Regions from separate parts of the Ovis aries genome. Here region 2 is linked to region 1. A link is a contact called in public Hi-C data. All regions are on one chromosome and are shown on one strand. The core of a region is the stretch at or near the end of the contact, and the rest is flanking DNA. Distances in the headings are between cores, read along the strand shown. Region 1 holds the start of RRBP1 (ribosome binding protein 1). Region 2 holds the start of SNX5 (sorting nexin 5).

What was found. Hi-C and Micro-C count contacts between places; a contact is called where the count stands out from the background.
Region 2: a Hi-C map of hypothalamus shows a contact between it and region 1, with 3 times the contacts expected there. The contact joins the promoter of SNX5 here to the promoter of RRBP1 in region 1. A contact is called at or near these places in 7 of 16 Hi-C or Micro-C datasets (blood, hypothalamus, liver and 4 more).

Annotation. Positions count from the first base shown.
Region 1 is chr13:37,621,429-37,627,273 of ARS-UI_Ramb_v3.0, reverse strand. RRBP1 (ribosome binding protein 1) reads left to right here and starts at 4,270. Exons shown (of 25, transcript XM_042230660.1): 1 at 4,270-4,481.
Region 2 is chr13:37,830,134-37,835,587 of ARS-UI_Ramb_v3.0, reverse strand. SNX5 (sorting nexin 5) reads left to right here and starts at 4,159. Exons shown (of 13, transcript XM_042230663.2): 1 at 4,159-4,317. It overlaps MGME1 (mitochondrial genome maintenance exonuclease 1), which reads right to left and starts at 4,420. Exons shown (of 5, transcript XM_004014287.5): 1 at 4,040-4,420; 2 at 1,467-2,048. The coding sequence starts at 4,061.

The DNA of each region.
Region 1 (5,845 bases), core at 3,021-5,520:
TTTGTCCACGTGAGATGCTTTGATCAACAGAATGAGGTAGAAAACAAAACAGCTCTCAGCCTTCCAGGGACCTTGTGTACTCCTGCTTATTTTCCTTTTCTCTTTCTCAGCATCACCATGAGAAGTGAACCCCCCTCTAGCCTCTGATATCCCAAAAAAGGAGTGAGCCAAGTGAAGCAGCATCTGAGATGCTCCAATCAAACCCAGACAAGAGGTGTACCGCTCCCCACAGCCCACCCTACACAGGAACCAGCCAAGATCAGCCAAGCCTCAGCTGACCCATAGACATGTGAGCTCTAATAAGGAACCTGGAGACTTCCCTGGTGGTCCATTAGTTAACAATCTGCCTGCCAATGCAGGCAGTAAGGGTTCATCCCTGGTCTAGAAAGATCCCACGTGCTGCAGAGCAACAAAGCCCAGGTGCCACAGCTATCGAGCCTGTGTTCTAGAGCCCAGAAATGGCAACTCCTGAAGCCCGAATGCCCTTAGAGACCGTGCTCTGCCGCATTTTTTTTTATTTTTTACATGACATTTTCCTTCTGTTTGTCATTTATCACCCTTTTATAGTTGTTGATAAAGTAAAAACCTTTTTTTACACTGTAAGGTATCTTCTTCTCTTTCTGCCTACTCGTAAAAAAATAATTCCTTGCAAGTTAGAAAGCAAAGCCCTGTGGTGAGTTAATGGGCTGTACAAGGTTATTATTCTTGTATGTTTAGTTTTTCCTAATAAGAATGTTTGTTTTTAATATACAACTAAGATCCAAAAGGACTTTTTTTTTTTTTTTTCCCTAGAGTTAGGCTGATGGCAGAATAATTTGCTTACAAACCAAATTCACCCTCTTCAGGAGCTCATAATTTGATGGCATAACTGTCACTATCTCCAAGGTGCAGCATGTTTGAATGAGCTCTAAACGGGTCCCTTGGGCCTGTGATGCTCCCTTTTGAGACGCATCTCTCTTGACCCTCTCCTTCACCCTCCAGGCTTTGGCAAAACACCACAGCTCACAAGACCCATCGTGCACTGTGCCAGGCTAGATCACAGGCCTCTGTCCTGTTTTCCCACCTTCTGGTCAGGCTGGCTTTCCGTTCTCTTTCAAGCTACCGCTGTCACCCTCTGCTCTCCTCTGCCTGAGTGCACCTTGACATCTCTCTGACTTGCTTGCACGTGACAGCCCCTCACTGGACTGTCATCCTAGGGGGTAGCAGGGACCTGATTCCTGAGCTCTGGCCTGGTGCTTGCCCTGAGCAGACAGACCCTGGAGGCTGTGCTGTGCAATCGGAACGACTTGATAGTTCTGGGTTTGCTGCAGGGCCTTCTGAGCCTGGGGAAGCCCCTGGCTCCCTCACAAGCACCCCCGTCCATCAAGTCCTGGCTCAGTTCCTGTTTTTCCACAGACATGCCTGGGGCGAGCACTGGGCTGAGATGTACTGCGGAGGCGGGACCAGGCTGAGGCTAGGTCCATGGGCACAACAGTGGCTGTGAAGGAAGGTCAGGCTGGACGAGGGGTGCATTGGAGGTTGGGGGTGACCTCCTTATGGAGGTTGGACAAGGGGCAGGGACCGAAGAAAGGAGAAGGCAAAGGCCGGGCCACTCGTCCATGCTAAACCATATGTTGCACTGGGGCCAAACCAGGCGTCAATCACAGGAGGGAGCAGACAGAAAGCTCTTTTATTTGTAAATACCCTTGACTCGCAAGGACTTTGTAACCCTGTGGTTCATTTAACAACGTTTATGGAACATGCACTTATGGAGCCCCTCCTCTGTGCAGGCGCTGTGTCAGCCTTGGGGTCACAGCTAGTAGAAGACGCTCGTCTGGACCCCAGATGCCCCAGGCACTCAGACTCTGCCAAGGGCTTCTTGCTGCAAACAGCTGCTTCTCTCTGCTGAAAGGCTGTCTCTGGCTTTAACTCTGGGTGAGTTAAAGTCCCTCCAGAAGAAGCCCTCTACCCACAAGGACTGATGGGAGTCCCACCCTGTAGATGGGATACCCCTGGGCGAGTTCCACATGGCACCCATGTGCCCAGCTGAGCCCTGCTTGCCTGCAGAGGTCACTTGCTTGACACTGCACTCTTCATCAGCCCTTCCCATCCTGCTGTCCCTACTAGTGTTTCCTGGGATCATCTCCCAGGTGACTCCTTTGCATCCAAACCCTCCCAGTCAGGATCTGCTTCTGGGAAAATCTAAACAGGATGAATGAGTCTTAAGAAGGAGATCTCTGCCCACAGCAAGGCTTCCCAGGGTAATGGGGTCTTTACTGGGTCTGTGTATCACTCCTGGCTGTTTGCCAGCCTGGTAATGAATTCCAGGCACTCAATAAACACCAATGAATGAATGAATGAACAGAAGAATGGAAGAATGAACCTCCAAAACCCAGAGGGGATAGTGATTGTCTTAAAAGATACACCCATGTTCAGAGAGCTTAACTGGTTTACCCATGGTCAACTAGAACTATCTGGTAACATACAACAGCAGGAAACTGGAATTTTTGACTTTTATGTAGAGCGGAGTTCACCACTGGAAAAAAGACTGACTGTCCAAAGCTAATCCAGGTTAATTCCCCTTGATTAATCATTAATATGCTAGGGAACTGCTGAGATTAAAAATAGGAATGAACGGTTTAACTTCAACCCAATCCCTCTTTATTCTCTGATGGCTTACCTTTGCACATCTTTCTAACAACGGGTACAGTACCAGTGACAAAGGGGGAGGGAGTATGTGAAACTGTCCAAGAAACAGATATTGTGAAGAGTATGCGGGGTGGGGAAGGCAGGGGAAGCAGTGAGGGGCAGAACAGCCTGCAGCAGACCTTGGCCTCTCAGAAACCTTAATTTCAAAGAAACTGGCTTTGGCCCAAGTTTAAAGAGTTAGCTTTTAAGCGGCCCTGATATCATGGTTAAACACCAGGCCTAAAATTATCTTAATTGAAAGATTAATTTGGTATGAAGAGAGTGTTTTGGCTTATATGGGGCTGGGAGTGGGGTGGGGGTGGGGCTGGGATGGGGGTCAGGGAGGAAGTCCCAAAAGGAAGCCGGTTTGCTCAGTTTTCTGGGAAGTGGGCGAGTTTATTTGGCTCAGACCTCTCTCCTCCCCATAGCTCGGGCGTAAACGTCGTTAAGTTCAGTTCAGTCGCTCAGTTGTGTCCGACTTTGCGACCCCATGGACTGCAGCACGCCAAGCTTCCCTGTCCAGCACCAACTCCCGGAGTTTGCTCAAACTCATGTCCATCGAGTCGGTGATGCCATCCAACCATCTCGTCTGTCGTGCCCTTCTCCTCCTGCCTTCAATCTTTCCCAGCATCAGGGTCTTTTCTAATGAGTCAGTTCTTCACATCAGATGGCCAAGGACTGGAGTTTCAGCTTCAGTATCAGTCCTTCCAATGAATATTCAGGACTGCTTTCCTTTAGGATGAACTGGTTGGATCTCCTTGCAGTCATAAAGAGAACTGCAATTGCGGCCTTGCTGCCAGCTGAGGTCTGGACTGTGCCTCGATGTAACCACTCTGAAAATGGGTGCAAATGAGGCCCGCCCTCCATTTCTCTGCGCGTGGTCTGGACTTTCCGCCCTCGATCCTCCATTTACTCGAGAAAATTCTTTCTGGGGCCAATTGCAATGAACATAGGGACGAGCCCTCTCGGGACTGACCGCCGGCAGGGCTTGTCCTCTCATCCAGCGCCCGGAGGGGGCGCTGCTGCGGGGGTAAGTTAGCTGGTTTTTAGACGAAGCATTTCTCCCTACGGTTCCCGTGTTGCGCAACCATCTGCTCAGGGTGACACCCACCGCCACATCAGCCCGGAGCGGGCCAGGGGCGCGGGCGGAGCGCCGCCTGGATTCGAACCTCCATGGCCCCGCCGGCCCAGAGCCTGGCCCGTGTCGGCGCCCGCGCGCGGGGCCCGCGCCCGGGGTGGGCGGGGCCGGCCGGGCCCCCCTCCCTTGCGCGTGGCCGAGCGTCCCGGCCCCGCCTCGCCCCGGCCCCGCGCAGGGCCGAGCGCCGCACCACGCGGCCCCGCCCCCGCCCCGCCCCCTACCCCGGCCCCGCCCCCGCGGCGCCCCGCAGCTCCTCCCCTCTCCCATTGGCCGAGGCGGAGGCCCGCCTCCTAGCCCAATGGGCGCCGCCGCGGCTCGGCCGCCGGCGCTCTGACTGGCCAACGGCCGACGGAGTGGCGGGGTGCGAGCCAATGGGGAAAGGCGGCTCGATGAATGGCTGGCCCGGGTGGGGAAGGCAGGAGGCGGCGATCCCTGCGGAGGGGGCCGTTCGCCAGCTCCGAGGCAGAAAGTGCCACGACTCCACACGCGCGCACGCAGCCAGCGAGCGGCCGGAGCGGACGGCGGACGGGGCGGGCAGCGTCGGGATCGAGGCGCCTGCTGCTGCTTAGGGGGCGGCTTCTCGGCAGAGGTTTGGCCGGCTCCTCTCTCTCCCGCTTCCGCGGCGGCGGCGGCGGCTCCTGCCCTCTCGCTCTCCCTCCCGCGTCTCCGGCTGCAGGTAAGAAACTTGGCCGGGCCCTGCAGCAGCGGCGGCGGCGCGCGGGCTGGGCCGTCGGGGCGCCGGGGCCGGGCCGGGCCGGGCCGCGCCGGGAGTGACACGTCTCCTTGGCGGCCCCTCCCCCGGCGGCGGTGCCGCCCGCCGTCGCCGCGGTCGCGGACCTGGGCGAGGGGGGGTCCCGGTGGGCCCCGGGGTGGGGGGTGGCGTGTGCCGGGCCCGAACCCCATGCGGGGGGGCGTCGGCCGAGCGCGCCCGCTGTGTGAACCCCACGTCCTCGCCGTCGGCGGGACCGGCCGCGGCCCCGCGGCGCGACGTGGCCGCCGCTCCCTCCTTCCCTTCGTCTCTGCCTGGCCGTCGGGCCGGCCCGCGAGCTCCGAAGTTGGGCGAAGAAAGTTGGCGGCGGGGCGGGGCGGCGCGCAGCTGGCAGAGGAAGGGGTTAAGCTTTGGGAAGCGGCCGGATGACGTTGCCGGGCTGGAGTCCGGGCTGGGGGTGGGGGGGCGGAAGGCGGCGGAGGCCGGCGGGGAGAGGGGGCGGGATTGAATGGGGGCCGGGGCTGAGCGCTCCCACTTCGGGCTGCGGCCCCGACTCCGCTGGGCCGATCGGCGCCGACGGGGCGGGGCGGGCGCGGGGCCGCGGAGGTGGGGGTGGCCCGCCGTGCGGGGACCTGGACCGTCCAGGGCCAGACGCCCGGTGGGCCGCGGTGGCAACTTCCCGGAGGGGTGGCAGGCGACTCCCTGCTCCCCCTGGCGGCGGGGCCGGGGAGCGCCGTTTTCCCGGCTGGCCGCGCGGACCCGGCGCGAGGGCGCCCGGCCGGGGACGATGAATGGGCCGGCAGTGCCAGGCCCAGAGGAAGCGGCATCCCTGGCGCGGCCGCCCGGCGCTGGCACCCGGTCTGGCTCCTGCCCGGGGCACCCAGCCTCGCTCTGGGCTGGGGAGGGCGGGCTGCGGTCCGTGCTTTCCAGTGCAGCATCTGGGAAGCCTCGGGGAGCCCTCCCCCGATGGCAGATAAAAATCGGTAGCTTGGGTGGTATCATGGTCAAGGGGTTGGCTTCCGCAAGCCCGCATGGTGGAGAGTCGGCCAGGCTGTTTAAACTTCGGGGTGCGGGTCCACGTCGGAAAGAGGGGTTGCTGAAGAGAGAAGCCGTGGAGACCCAGCACGCGTGGGAGTGGGCCACAGGTGTGAGAGGTTACTGTTGCATGAGTTTCTAGAGTGTTCAGAGGCCGGGAGGGAGGTGGGGTCTGGTTTTGCCTCAAACCAGCCCGCTGCAGACGCAGCCTTGCCACGTCCCAGAATCTGGGTCCCACCCCGTGCCACGCCACAGACCCTTTGCTCAGGGTTCTCAACCTCTCTGAACTCGGATTT
Region 2 (5,454 bases), core at 2,910-5,409, 210 kb before region 1:
TTCCCTGACCAGGGATGGAACTAGCACTGCTGCAGTGGAGCCACTGGACTGCCAGGGACGTCCCTTCCTGCTCTTATTCTTTCTTCTTTATTTTGGGCCATGACATGAATCTGTATGTGATTGCCCTATTATTAAAAAAAAAAAAAAATTTAATTCTGCCTGTTTAAGGTTGATCCTAAATTGACGGAGAAATCATATCATAGTAATCTAGATCTATAAAGTTGACTTCATGGAGTCAACCAGTTTTCTTTCTGCCTGGGATAGTGGGCTGGCTCAAACCAAACAACTCCTACCCTTTATCAAAGAGCCAGCAAAGTACTTCCTTCCTTTGTGCCAAGAGCTACAGACCTAGGTATGCAACATCCCAGCAGGTTTCTTAGATTCCCACAAGCTGTAATATTTCTGGTTTAAAGAGAATAAAACAAAACAAAACTTTCCATAGGAAACAATGTCCATTTTAAATGCTAGTGTTTCAGATAAAAAACTTTAAATGCCATTAAAATATTTTTTAAAAATGTTGCTCATTTAACAAGCTGAGAAATTTGGTGGTTGTTACTAATTAACCAGGTTAAGAAGGTAGTCAGCTCTGGCATCCAGTCCTTGGCTGAGGCAGCTGAGGAATTTATATGGGGCTTGACCATTTTCGCCATATCCAAACGCCACCTAAATACTTAACATTTTTCCTTTAAAACACATGTGACCACAAGTTTAATGTGCTATGCACACACATATCTTTGTTCTAAGATGCCTCAAAGTATTACTTCTGTATTAAAAATTAAAGTGCTTCTGGACCAGTACGGGTGCATGTCCTGCACTCTAGGAAGCGGGGACTAAAGGATGCTCAGTGCAAACTCAGCTTTAACAACTGTGATCCTGCTGGGACAGCAGCGAATTCACCTGTACTAACAGTCTCTTCTTTCACCTTGCTTTTGGGTGGAATATGTTTTACAAAAGCTATTCTCTTTGGTTGTCCAAGTTAGTGAGTTAGGACAGGAGTTGCAGGCTCTGAACATCTACCTCAGTTTACTAAGATCTAAATACAGATCACACGTTCTCACTTATTGCCAGTCTTTAAATTTACGAGTCAGTCTCTGCTGATAAGCAGACCAAGGGGGCATTTACTAGATTCTGAACAGAATGCCTAGCAACAACTAGAACTCCATTATGTGATGATTGACTATTCCATCAAAAAAACAAAACAAAACAGGAAATTCTAATACTGAAGTCTACAGCTTATAAAACAAATGAATTTTATACATCGTTTAGTCAAAGTGCTTGATCTCTCTGCTTTATCTGTAAAATGGGGATAATTGTAACTGTGCTTCATAGGGTTGTCATGATAAAGAAGTGAGTTATAAAAAAATGCTGTTAATACTATCATCTGAAAGCAGCTCCTCACTAGCTATAGGGGTGCCTTCTACTCTGGGAAACATAATAACTGTAAGCATCAGGATTGAGAAGATTACTTGAAGTATATTCAGCAAAGCCATCCTCTCCCAGTTCCAGAATCATGCGCTGCCTCCACTTCTCCAGGTAGAAAGTCTGTTCTGACGTCATGGTCTGCTGCAGGACTCGGGTCACACTTGGTATCGAATTCCTTTGCAAAGGGATTTTCAGAGGAACTGGAGGATCCCTTGCTGGGTTTGGTTTTATGCTTTTCTCTGGATTGAACAGAGGAAACCAGTTTTGTGGAACTCCTGCTTCTTCTTCTTGCTTTGGGGCCTTACTCTTACTCACCGGTCCATAGAGTAAAGCATCTTCCTCGAACAGAGTCTGTGGAGTCCGAGCATGGTCTCTGAATGACAAGACAGACCTGACCAAATCAGAGTATTTTTCCTGGTCCACTTGTTCATAAGGGTTCACTCTTTTCTTCCGGCCACGCAAATAAGAGGAAGTGGAGAAAACAACACAGGGGGCTGCTTCTACAAAAAACCTCTTTGAACTTTGAAGCTGTCTACAGATGGTCTGAAATACCTTCATCTTTAAACTTTTTTTCACTTCCCTCTGGTATACTTGTAATGTTGAAGGCCTTTTTAACTTCTGCTTTCCTATCAAAGAGAAAGTGGTGTTAGATGTGTTAAATGTTTGAACCATGAAAGTGAAAGCTGCAACTGTATACTGCTCTTTAAAATTGTGTTCAATAACTTTTTAGACATGTTTAACAGAGAACAAACCTGACTCCATATTGGATCTATTCTTTTAAACTGTAGTTCCCTGCCAGGGCTTAATATGGTCTTTACACCTTTTGTAGGAGAATGTTATGCCTATAGCTTGGAATATACAGGAGAGCCCATCCTCAGAGTTCTGATCTTTAAAGGTATTAACATGTTTCCAAGCATAAAAAGTTACAGAACAGAAAATAATTGTCTTGTTTGAGGTTTTTAGGAGCATTGTGACCAGACCTCCCCGGGCAGCTACAACAAAGGATTCCTGCACCAAGAAGTTTGCAACAACCAGTGACACTCCCTCCTTTTAGGATAAAAGGAGTCTCAATTCTAACTCTGGAAAAATGGCTCTTTGGGGCATTAGTCCACCATCCTCTAGGTCTGCTGGCTTTCCAAATAAAGTTGCTATTCCTTGTCTCAACAACTTATCAGTCAATTTCTTGTCTTGTCCTGCAGCTGAGCTTGGAATTGGTACTATCTGTACAAAACTACTTTTGAAGGACCAGCATTTGTTAAACGTGAACTAGTAGACAGCTTGGGACAACGTGTCCCTAAAATTCACTATGGTGCCAACTGCCGCCTATGAAGGGAGCTCTGTGTGATACAAAGAAACACAGGACAGGACGCTAGAGGGGCCTGGTGGTCACACTAGCAGTTTAACCACTAATCCCTAAACATCAGATTTCTGAAAAAAAATTTTTATTGGAGTATAGCTGATTTACAATGTTATATTAGTTTTAGGCGTAGAGCAAAGTGACTCAGTTATACATACACATATATCCCCTCTCTTTTAAGATTCTTATCCCATATAGGCCATTGCAGAGTATCGAACAGAGTTTTCTGTGCTTTACAGCAGGTCCTTGTTTGCCTATGTGCTGTGGTGTCCGACTCTTTGCTACGCCATGGACTCTCCAGACAAAAATACTGGAGTGGGTTGCCATTTCCTTCTTCAGAAGTAGTAGGGTATGTGTCACAACCCTTTCAAATTGCGGTGCTGAAGAAGACTCTTGAGAGTCCCTTAGACAGCCAAGAGATCAAACCCAATCAATCCTAAAGGAAATCAACCTTGAATAGTCACTGGAAGGGCTGCTGCTGAAGTTCCAATAGTTTGGCCACCTGATGTGAAGAGCGGTCTTTCCAATAAGGAAAGATTGGGTCTTTCCAATAAGACCCTGATGCTGGGAAAGCTTGAAGGCAAAGGCAGAAGGGGGCAAGAGAAGATAAGACGGTGAGAGACCATCACTATCTTCACCGTCTGAGCCACCAGGGAAGCTCACCTCACCAACGTGATGGGCATGGATTTGATCAAACGCCAGAAGACAGTGGAGGACAGAGGTCTGGCGTGCTGCAGTCCACCTGCTGGGCTGCAGTCCATGGGTCGCAAAGAGTCGTACACGACTGAACAAGAGCAACAATATGTCACTCCCAAATCTCCCATTTATTCCTCCCCACTTCTCCCCAGGAAACCATAAGATTGAAAACCAGACTCTCTGAAAAGTAGCATGGAGGGAGAGCTCTCATCTAACCCCTCACACCCCCTACAGTGGGCGCCGCTAGGATCCATTCAACACTGGGCACTCGCGCTCCCAACCGGTTTGAACCGCCAGGGGCGGTCAGCAGGGCCCCGCCGCCATGTACGCGCTTCGGCGGAGCCCCACAGGACCAGGCCGGCGGCGGACCCTCGCGCGAGAATCACAGTAGGGAACGGCCGGCAAGGAGGTACCTCAGAAGCCGGTGCCCTCCGCTAGCTTCAGCGCGCGAACGACCCCGCGGGCTGGTCCTTTCGTCCGTCCCGCGCTTTGCCCTCAGGCTAGGCCCCGCCCAGGCACGGCGGCCCCAGCAAGCACTGCGGCGCTCATGCCCCGCCCCTATACCTGGTCCCCCAGCTTCGTCCATTCTCCGGCGCTCAGTTGGGGGGGAACTCTCCCTCCGGCGAGAGCGCGGGCGCCTCCAAATCGCGCCATTTCTCTCTCTCGCGAGGTCTCGTGACGTCAGAGCTCGTCGCCATCTTGGCCTCTGGCTGAGTAATAAATTCCTCCGGCACAGAGGCGCGCGCCCTTTCTTGAGACGCACCTCGCTACTAGAGCTCCTTGGCTTCCGCGTCCCCAGGGCGGCCCTGCGGTTGGCGGCTTCCGGGTGGCCCGGAGCGAGGGTAGGCCCCCGCGTCGCTTCTTTGCCCGGCTCCAAGATGGACGGCAGCGGGGACGGGGGAGGCCGCCCTGGGGGAGCACGTGGGGGCGCCGCTCGCCTTTCCCGGGGCTGCTGGGACGGTGGCGGAATCTCGAGGCTTCCCTCCGCCGTCGGGCAGGGAGGCTGGCGGAGGCGGGGCCGCGGCCGCCCCTTCCCCTGAGAGGCGCCCCGGCGGTGGCGGCGGCCCAGCCTCTTCTCTCCTCGCACACCCAGGCGGCCCCGCTCGAGACCCGCGTCGCCATGGCCGCGGTTCCCGAGGTGTTGCAGCAGCAGGAGGAGGACCGCAGTAAGGTGAGGCCCTGGCCGTGCTCGGGCTCCGGGCCGGGAGGCCCCACCGGGCCTCTGGGCCCCACGCTCCTTTCGCGGGCCCCCAGGGTACCCCGCCGCCCTCCCTTAGCGTGGTCCCGGGCGCTCCCGGGACTCGGGCCGAGGGCGCACGCTGCGCCTGTGCGGTACACAGCTCTCCCCCGGGGAGCCCGGCGGTGCACGTGAGACCCACTTTGCACGGTGCAAAGGAGCTCCGAACCGCCCCCACCCTTCCAGAAATTCTGGGGAAATTCCGCCCAGGCCGAAGTCGGACTCGTGTGCCCTGCAACTTCACTAAGCGCTCAGTGCGCCGCTGCGGGACTTGGGTCATTTTATGAGGTTCTCAAATAGCTGAACTTTTCGCCCTTTACACGTGTGTGGATGTTAAATTATTCTTCCCTGCCACTCGCATCTGGAGATCTAAAAGGTAACCAGTGCAATAAATGCCTGTCATCGTAGCCAATTAAAGATCGAATTAGGTCTCCGCTTTTATTGGTCCTGTCTTGGCCAGTTACTTTGGAGAATACAGGGGTTGGTGTGAGCCACCGCGGTTTGTGCAGAACCGTCAACAAAAAAGTTTTTCTAACAGAAAATTGAAAAACGGTAGTCTAGAAACTCGAGGTGCTCTCAGATTTAGTCTGAAAGTCATCGCTTTAGAAACCAAAGCACGTTTTATGGTCCACAGGTCTTTGGACAGACCTTTTCATCTAGTAGGTGACGGTTGTACCGCTGCTGGGTTAGTTACTGAAAGTGTGAGGAGAGCGTTTTCGTTGGGGGTGTTTTTATTTCTTTC